Linked DNA regions of Mus musculus: region 1 is linked to region 2. Evidence: chromatin contacts called from public promoter capture Hi-C data. All regions are on one chromosome and are shown on one strand. The core of a region is the stretch at or near the end of the contact, and the rest is flanking DNA. Distances in the headings are between cores, read along the strand shown. Region 1 holds the start of Klhl8 (kelch-like 8). Region 2 holds the start of Mapk10 (mitogen-activated protein kinase 10).

Region 1 (4,780 bases), core at 411-2,910, 700 kb after region 2:
TTAGATTTTGCTGCTGCTGTTTTGAGACAAGACAGGCCCAGGCAGGTCTCAAACTCAGTGTAGCTGATGATGACTCTCAGCTTCTGGCTCTCCTGTCTCTCAAGTACTGGGATCACAGGTACACACCGACACATCCAGTTTGTGCAGTGCTGGACATGAAACCCAGGTTAGGCAAGCACTCTATTTGAACCCTAACATAAAGGACAGAATTTTGAGAGATCATGAAACATCAGTGTAGGTTCTGATACCACGAGGGACTTTACAACAGGGAGGTTGGGTTTCTGTAGGAATGGGGAAATTATACACTCTGGTTAGCTTTCGCTGTGACTTCAAATTAGGATTTGGAATTTATTAAGGAATGTGTAACGTTACAAATTAATAGCACTAACAGTTATCAAATGCTAAAAGAATAGTTTTAAACGTAAAAATTCAGACTGGAGATGTACTCAGTGGTAAGTAGTGTGTTCTCCCGGCATGCTCAAGGTTGGGGGGTGGGAGGTAGAGTGGAGGGGGAGGGGTAGAATAGGAGAGGAGGGGTAGAAAAATATAAGAATGAATATAAATCCAAGCGCATACAGCTGAATACAGCATCTTGTGACTTCTTTTTATACTTGTGTTCCAACTATTTGGTATTTTCAAGGCAACATGACTAAAGTTTTAAGTAGGTCAGTTGGTTTGACTGACAAACCAAAAAATAGGTGCCAGGAGAAAGCAGGCAGAGAAGCAAAGGCTAATGATAAAGCTACCTGCACGCAGTTCACAAGCTCTGGTAGCACTAGCAGAGGGTCTCTGCTCAACTAAACGTACCCCACCCGCCCCTTAGCACGGCCAGGGCTCACGGAAGATGGGGAAACAAGACTGAAAACAATTAACGAGGGGGGGGGGGGCGGGGAGAGAGAGAGAACAGCATTAAATAGAAAAAAGAAAAAAAGAAAAAAAACCCACGTGTACCTGGCAGGTTAATTACTGTGGCAACCCAGGTTCTAAGTAAGACCTATTGCCCAAAGTATCTGCCTACGCTAATACCTTAAGGTAAGAAGCAAAATATAAAGGTAGGCAATTAAAGCAGGTTGGCAAGAATATTCAAAACTGCGAGGATTTCCACGAAATGCATGATAATAAATACTGCCTGCAGGAAAAGGAAGGTAACAAGCTCCCCAAACCGTAACATCAGGGCCGTGCAAGCCCGGGAGACGGTTGGGAACCCCAAACTGTGTCCACAAATCGGGGACCCTCCCTGGAGCAAGCCACGAGCTCAGCCTGGAGCAGCGCCACCCGGCCGGGTACGGATTTTGCAGGAGCCCCGCGAACCCCGGGAGGGGGACACCCCTGAAGTCGCCCAACCCGGACCCCGAGCACCTGCGCCGCCGCTCAGGACAGCGCGGCCCGCGAGGCCCGCCCGGATCCCTTCGGTTCCCCGAGGGAAGGCGCCGGCGCCGCCCGGCAGCTCCTCACCGACGCGAGCGCGGGTGACCGCTCCAGGCTGAGACCCGCGCGCGGGATAACGCAGCGGTTACCTCTGTCCGCGGCCGCCGCGCAGGCCGAGCCGCCACACCCGCTCCGCGCCGGCGCCGCGCCAGCCCCGCTTGGACACCCCGGGGACGCGCTCACCGGCCCGACCGCTCGCTCGTGCCCGGCTCGGCCGAGCGCTCTTGAGAGCCGCGGGGGCGGGGCGGGGCGGGGCGGGGTGGTGAGGCACGAGCGTGCTGCGCGCCGCACTCTGGGAAATGTAGTTCTCTGTTGCCTCTTTGAAGAGCGCGCCTGCGTTTCCCTTCCATCCCTCCCAGTATTCATCCCCTGCGTGGGGAATATCCCAGATTTTATAGCTATTCCTATCAGTTTTATCTCATGCTCTGCAAAATGTATACAAAACAGCTTGTGTCTGCAAAGCAAGGAAGTAATTGAACTAAATACCGAGTGTTAAACACAATTGCTAGTATAAACTGGTGAGATAAGGCAAACTCTCAGTAAAGTTGCTGGAAATGTAGGGAAAAAGAGCAAGGGCATATATTAGGATAGTTCCCTGAACTCTTTTTTTCCAGGGCATTCTGAAGCTTCCAGAATCTTCAAAGCATATTCGAAATGTAGCCATAGACCAGGTGGCTTGGTGCAGGAAGATAAGGTCAGCTGTTCCTGTGGCTGAGATATAAAGATACAAATTGGATCCAGCCTAGGCAAACCACAGAGACTCCAGCTGGGCCTGAAGGAGACAGGTGTCATCACCTGCTCACTTGCACTGGTTTGCTTGTGCCAGCTAGACCCCAAAGGTCCCAGAACCTGCTCAAACATCACCCACGGGTGGGAACCGTTGCCTTAGGGCCACTTCTGCAGGGCTCCTCGAAAATGAGGATCCGAAGTCCCCTGAAACAGAGAGCTCAAATCCATCCTTCTTCCTCAAGTGGTTTTGGTCACGTATTTCGGTACAGTGAGAATAAATTGCTACAACTCTGGACCTAGAGAGGAATTTCTGTTGGCATAGCGGGTTCAGGCAAAAATAATAATAATAATAATAATAATAATAATAATAATAATAATAATAAATCTTAAAGTTAAATATTCATAGCAAATGGGGAAAAAACGAGGGAGCGGGGCAGCCAGGACAAGGACCTGTCCTTAGAGGGATACATCCATAACAACAATTTCACCTAATTATTTTACATATCTATAAAGTGAAGATAAACTAAAAAGAAACGAAGCATGTGGTTTTCTAAATCTAGAGATTTTTCTTAGCTTCATTTGAGAATACACAAGCTGGTTCATAAACAGAGGATATTAGACTCCCCTACCCTGATCTCTATGAATTAAAACCAGAAAGGATGTGATGACACCTCCTGAGTAATTATCTGATTGCACTGGGTGGGAATAAACGGTAATGTTAAATCCCAGTCGGCATTTGCATTTTATATTTTAAGTCTCCCCCTCTAATCCTGGATTAAAAGGCTTTAAACCTCCACCAACATTTCAGATGCTGTCTGCAAATGGATTCGGAAAACTTAATCAAGAAGACAATTTCATCTTCATCTGTAAAGGAGATGAAGCTTGCAGGCAGCAGCAGGAAAGTCTGGACAGAGTTGCGGAACGTCTCAGCGTGAAAATGAACCATCAAGACAATCACCTCCCTGCTGCAGCACCTCACTGGCTTGTATCCCTGTCTGCCCACTCATGGACTCTGACCATCCCCTTCCTCTATGCCAGTCTTACTTGTTTAAACTTCTCTGAACCAGGAGTTGTGGAATCCCAGCATTCAGGAGGCAGAGCAAGCGTTCCAGACCAGCCTGGGCTACATAATGATAACCTCGGGCTAACCTGGGCTACAGCAATGAAAGCCTGTCTAAAAAAACCAAAACAGAAAAAAACGGAAACAAAAAGCAATTACCTCCTGTGCTCTACCTCCAAGACACATTGGTGTCTTCCTTTCCTGGCCTTGGCTCCGTGGCTCATTTTATGCTAATAAATTAATGATAGTTTTCTGTCCGGTACCCATGTAATCAATCTGACAAAGTTATCTTTAAATCAGACTAGAGAGATGGATCAGTGTTTCAGAGCACTGGATGCTCTTCCAGAGGACCCAGGTTCTGTCCCCAGCACCCTACTGGTTGACTTTGGCCAGCCCTGGCAAGGTGAGCAGGGCTCTGGCAGGCTTTGCCCCTGTCTCCCATTTCTTCTGCCTTGCTAAAACCAGTAGATTGCATTCCTGACACCAGCCATCGAGGTCTGTCGCCTTATTTGACCACTTCCCCTCTTGAGGCTGACGACCAAAGTCCAACTATTGAAATGATGATGTCCAGCAACCAAAAGTCCCTTTTGGCTCACCTGCCCAATCAAAACAAACCAACTCATCATAACACGGGGCTTCTCTCTCTTACCCTTACAAAACACCATTTTCCTATAGGTCACATCTGTCCCCACTCTATGCAGAGACAGTCTTTTGTCCCTGCTTTAGGACAAACATTCTCCCTCCCCCCCTCGTTCCCTTCCCCTTCTCCCCTGTACTCTTCTCCCTCACCCTCCCTCTCCTGTTGTTGTCTCTTATCTCCTGCCCTCCATCCCTCTGGGGTAAGTAAATCTTGGTGTTGGCTGAGAACTCGGTCTTGGGGTGTCCTGGGCCATTGCCCATCCTTTCAGTGGTGGCTAACAACAAGCAGTAACTCCAGTTCTCAAGGATCCAAGACCCTCTACTGGGCCTCTGTATTTATGTGGTGCACAGAGGTATATGCAGATAAAACACTCATATACATAAAATAAGATATACACAAATCTCAAAATAAATGAACAACCCTCTGCTCATCTTCACTCATCTCTGAAATGTTTGAAGTTCCTTCATTTCTGATTGGACTTTATCATTTCTGCTTCTTTTGACATGTTGCCTGTGGAATCCTAACCACCATCCGCTATTACTTAGACTTTTTAATCAGGAAGGCTCACCCACTCCTTGTCGCCTCCCCCCCCCCCCACAGTGAGACCCTCTTTTTATCCTTACAGTAACACGAATCCTCAAGCATTTTAATTAATTTTTACTTATCTGCAAGTTTCTTAGACAGAAAAGAGAAACATAGTACTTGATACATACTATGTTCTTAATAAATGATGCCTGCATACACATCAGCTTTGAGTAATTAATTGTTTTGCATACATGTCCAGTCAAGGGCCAGGTAGTAAGTAACTTTATTAAATAAACCTTGTCCCAGCTCTCCAGCTCTGCTTCGTAAATGACAGTAGCTAGTTCTCACTGCGGCTCCAGATACTTGTGTAAGAGACAATGTGATAAAGGTCCGAGTGA
Region 2 (4,937 bases), core at 1,838-4,337:
TCGCCTTGACTGATGATACAGCTGCCCTCCCGGGAGTCTGTAGGCCGCTTTCCCCAGGAGCCCTCCCCTCCTCACTAGCTCTAGCTCGGGGGAGAAGGTGCAGTCACAGATGCCTGTATGGAGGGAGCTCCTTTGCGTGCCCGCAGCCAGGAGAGCACTGCACTCCTTTCTAGTTGCTACTGGACACTTCTGCACCCCTCTATAAAAGACTGCCACCATGCCAAACAAGAGCTTGGGAAGGAACCTTACAGGAAGCAGGGCAGGGGTACAGGGATGAAGTCCTCTACAGTGTGGATCCGTTTGCTTCTCATACAGACTGAAGGCAGCCTTCGCCAGCAGCCCATTTTTCTGACAAGCAACCAAAGACTTGCTTGGCTTAGTCACAGCCATACCACTCCAGAGCTAGCCTCTAGCTACAAATAACACCTGAGGTCAGCTCTGGTGCAAGAAGAAAACACACCTGACCCCGTGCTTAATAAACAAGGAAACCTCACTGGGTCTTTATCTTGTCATCAGGATGGAAAGGCTTTGTGGCTAAGCTTATATTCCAAGAGACAGGTTCGTTTACATGAGCCTAGAATATAACTTTGAGTATATGTATATTCCTTTGAACACTTACATTTAGGCAAATCTCCTTTGCTCCTGATATTCCTATAGCACAACACTGGCAGCGAGTGAGTTTCGCTGTAGATTTCAAATAACACTTCTATGGCATCCGTGTCACCTCTCAGTTCCTCTTAACCTTGAAGCATCTTGACCACATACTATGAAACCGTAGTACTAGCTGCAGATGCGCCAGACAATGACAGAGAGAGCACACTCGGTCCCTGGGGGATCCGTTTGTAATCACCCCTTCAGCATGCAAACATATCCCCCTCCCCCAGCCGATGCTGTTTTGGGGGAAAGCAAGCAGGAAGCTGGAGGCAGCTGAATCTGCCACTCCCCAGGTAGTGTCTCAGCTCCCCTGTCACTGGGAACCTCTTTTCATTACTACTGCAAAAATCTTGCCCTGAAAAATGAAAGCTATGAAGGACCAAAATGAAAGCTATGAAGGACCGGAGGGAAGAAGAAGCCAACAAGGAAGCTGGAAACTCATGCTTAAGGTCAACCGCCTTTCTCATCTGCTTTTCTAGTACTTTGTGTCAATTTGAAGGGTAAGACCTAGACACCCCCCCCCCCAACGAAAGAGAGGAAACACACAGCAGAAGCAGCAGGACTGCTACATCAAACTGTCTAGCCCTATATCCCCATGATTCCAAAGTGGAGTTGGAGGCTCCTGAATCCATTCATGAGCATGGCTCCTGTGCTGACATGCTCACTGAGGACAGCCATCTACTGAAGCCTCTCTGAGAGAAGTGGCTATTACCGCAACCATTTTAAATGCATTGACCAGCATCCTGCAAACCCATCCAGGATTGGCAAAAGCAGCATTAGAAAGAGGCAGAAATTGGGCAAAAGAAAGTGGTGCCTGGTAACGGCAGCCTTCCTTCACTCCCGGCTGTGGCCTGTCCCATATGACTTAGCCTGTGTTCATGAAAGTTATCTCCGTCACACAGACACATCGCTCTGCAGCAAACGCAGAGCATGTAAACAACCTTGTGGCTGCTTCAAAACCTAGTGCCCTGGGGTAAGCCATTCCTTTCTGTGGCCAAATTGCAATGCCCTTGAAAGTTATCTGCAGAAGAGAGTCAAAGCAGCACCTAGGTCCTTCTATTTAAATGTCGGAAGGAAAAGGATATGTATTTTTTTCCTTGAAATATCCATAACCTGATTTACTTGGAGGTTTTTCAAATAAAGCACTCTTATTCTCTGAAGCACAAACACATAAATTCTGATAACTGTATCATCAAGCTCCTTTCCAATGACAGCTTTTTTTTTTCTTTCTGAAAATGCTCTGACATTTCTAGGGGACACAGTATCTCAGCACTGAATACCTGGGAACCTTGCCATAGAAAAATGCTGCCTGCTGTGACTGAGAGATCACTTTCTTAAAGGGACCTTCACCTGGGTGGCTGCGGTGCCGCCGGTGTTTGCTCCTTTCCCTGGTCTGTTCCCTGTCCTGTGTTCCTGTCTGCAGCCCAAATTTAGCTCAGGGTCTTTCTACAAGAGGAACATAGTTTCTAATATTTTGGTAAATACCTCTAAACTGCAAGAATGTATTCTAGAATATTTAAAGTTAAACCGGTCTGGAAATAAACATTTATGTTTACTAATAACATTTTTGAATGTTTTATGAGACCCATAGCATTTCTCAGTTAAAGTGAGATCCAGACTCCTCTCTCTCTCTCTCTCTCTCCTCTCTCTCTCTCTCTCTCTCTCTTTCTCTCTCTTTCCTCTCCCCCCTTACCCCCCTCGTGTGTGTTTCTCTTACTCTGCCAAGTCATAACAATAATGGTCTGTCCCACCTTCTAGAATTCTTCACTCCAAACAGAAAGATTTTAGCCTCCATCTGAGAAGAGATGCTTTGCCCAGAGAGAAACACCAGTTTTCTGCCTCACAGATAGTACACTTGATTAAACCGGCTCTCCAACACCATCACTTCCTACTTTCTCATGCTCTCTCCCATTCCACCAGGAACGATGACAGATATCATCCACCCTCCCAAACCAGGTTAGAACCCAGAATGAGCAAGGAGCCACCTACCATTCCGTGCCTGAGAACTAGGATCCTGGTCCGGCTGTTTGCCCCAGAAATCCTCCCTACTGGGTAGTCATTAGCCACATTCCAAACCGGAGTAAGGAGCAGAGTCTTTGGAGGTGTAGCGATTGTTTAAAAATAATAACAGACAGGTGATTTCCAAGAAGACCCAATCTTTAGCTCACTCAAGCCCCTAGTAATTGAGGAGTGAGGAGGAAAAAGGAAATTTGTAAAAATGAAAATAGAAAAAAAAAAGGGTAAGCATATAAGAAGCACCACCCACCCCCCATAAAAATAAACTGAGACGACGAGGAGGCTTAAGAGAAGAGAGAGCGGCTTGCTGAATCACCCTCTCACTGCCTGGAAACCATTGTGCAGCGGGAGGCTGCCTGTACCATTGTGGAACCTACCAGAGGAGACGGACAGAGGGCTTGGGGAATGGGGTTGCTATGGCAACTGAAAGGAGCACACATGACGTCAAAGCCCAGAGAGGTCTAGGGAGGGGTAGGAGGAGGAAAGAGAAAAAGGAAAAAGTCTATCTGTGGCTACAGCTACCTCGTTTTCTGGCAAAATGAGAAGCAGGCTTCGGAACTTGGCAACCAAAATATGCGAATTCAGCGTGCGGGGGGGGGGGGGTGGTGGGGGTGGTAGGGGGGGTGGAATTCTGCACGAAGCCAAAGAGCATCCTCCCTGCTGCTCCAGCTCTGCACAGCACCAAGGGCAGATCAAACAGCCATTGGGAAGCCAGTCACCCCGGATTTTCAACTACCTCAGCTTTTTACAAACAGCGAAGGAAGGCAGAGGTGTACCATCTCTCTGAATGTGAAAACAAACAAGAGATGAATTCAACCTCAGAAGAGATGCAAGATTGGACCTGCGTCTGGACCATAGAGGTCATTTGTCCAACCCCATTTCTTCTTAGTCTCCCTATTTTTGTACAAACCCTGCATAAATATCCGCTAAAGCAAACTGGCTAGACCGGTATTTATAGTGCAGTTTAAGGTAGAAAGAAACTACTGACAATTTGAGTTAATAAATTAAGGGTACTGTGGTATTCTTTTTCTGGTTTCAGAAAATTCCATGGGAAACTAATACAAATTGAATTTACTACATATCTAATTTTTAAGCAAATTTTCTGACTTTGCTATATGAAATTTTAAATCATGTATATATGTGTGTGTGTGTGTGTGTGTGTGTATAGATATAGATGATATAGATATGGATGATATAGATATAGATGGAATGATCCCTAGAGTACTTTCACTATTAAAATGTTTACCAAAACAATTTTCACCTTATTTCACATATAGCATCATTTCAATACATATTTTGAAAGTAATCCTAGTCTTTGGACTTTTCAAGCTACACAATTAGATTCAATGCTGGTTTTTCTCAAACATCTTTTAGATGGGTTTCCATCTATTGAACCAAAGTGATGCTAAAATTCATGTTTTCACACCGTGCTCTGGAACTGGCCCACTGACTTGAGCGAGGAGCCCCTGTCCCTCTGCCGTAGGGTTATGAGTAAGGTTAAACAGGTGTAAAGCCAGCAGAGATGGCGGACCCTGCGATGCATCATGAGATCCTGAGGGACCACATCGAGTTTTCAGTCCCCGAGATGTTTTACCCGAGAAGAAAGCCCAGAAAGGAAAAGTTGTGTGAGCTCTCGCTCTACAACTCCCAACATGTTGTTGGTTGTTTCTGTGTTCTGAATTCAAGTCCCATGAGAACCAGTAGCTGACTGCTAATTTTTACTCTCCACTTGGGTCTACTTATACATTATGACTGCCTGGTATAAACTATGGATGAACAGCCAAGCAACTTCACAGTAGACAGCTTCTAAATTATTGGTCTAAATGTCCTTCCTTTCCTCTGCTTCTCTCTCTCCACCTTTTCTGTGCTAGGAACCAGAGGTCAAGGCCTACATATGCTAAGCCAGCCCTGTGCCACCATGCAGCATCCCCAATGTGTTTCCATGGCAAAGTCAATCCCAATAATGACATTGACAAGGAAACACTGGACTTCGGCTCTTACCTTGCACTCTGAACAAATACTAAAGCAAGAGAAGTTATATGCCACAACATGAGAGTTAAAAAAAAAATCTGTAAAGCTTGTAAAATAATGTCTGTCCTCTAAATGAAAAACAAAATTCTGATTTTGGAGTAAGATTTTTTTTTTTTTTTTTTTTTTTTTTTTTTTTTTTGGTTTTTCGAGACAAGGTTTCTCTGTATAGTCCTGGCTGTCCTGGAGCTCACTTTGTAGACCAGGCTGGCCTCGAACTCAGAAATCCGCCTGCCTCT

Evidence for each region. Promoter capture Hi-C pulls out the DNA fragments that hold promoters and counts their contacts.
Region 1: a promoter capture Hi-C map of hippocampal neurons shows a contact between it and region 2, with 3 times the contacts expected there. The contact joins the promoter of Klhl8 here to the promoter of Mapk10 in region 2. A contact is called at or near these places in 4 of 39 promoter capture datasets (cranial neural crest, frontonasal cranial neural crest, hippocampal neurons and 1 more) and 1 of 115 datasets of contacts at active chromatin or transcription factors (astrocytes).

The regions. Positions count from the first base shown.
Region 1 is chr5:103,909,599-103,914,378 of GRCm38.p6, forward strand. Klhl8 (kelch-like 8) reads right to left here and starts at 1,661. Exons shown (of 10, transcript NM_178741.4): 1 at 1,518-1,661.
Region 2 is chr5:103,208,247-103,213,183 of GRCm38.p6, forward strand. It overlaps Mapk10 (mitogen-activated protein kinase 10), which reads right to left and starts at 3,088. Exons shown (of 14, transcript NM_001081567.2): 1 at 2,644-3,088.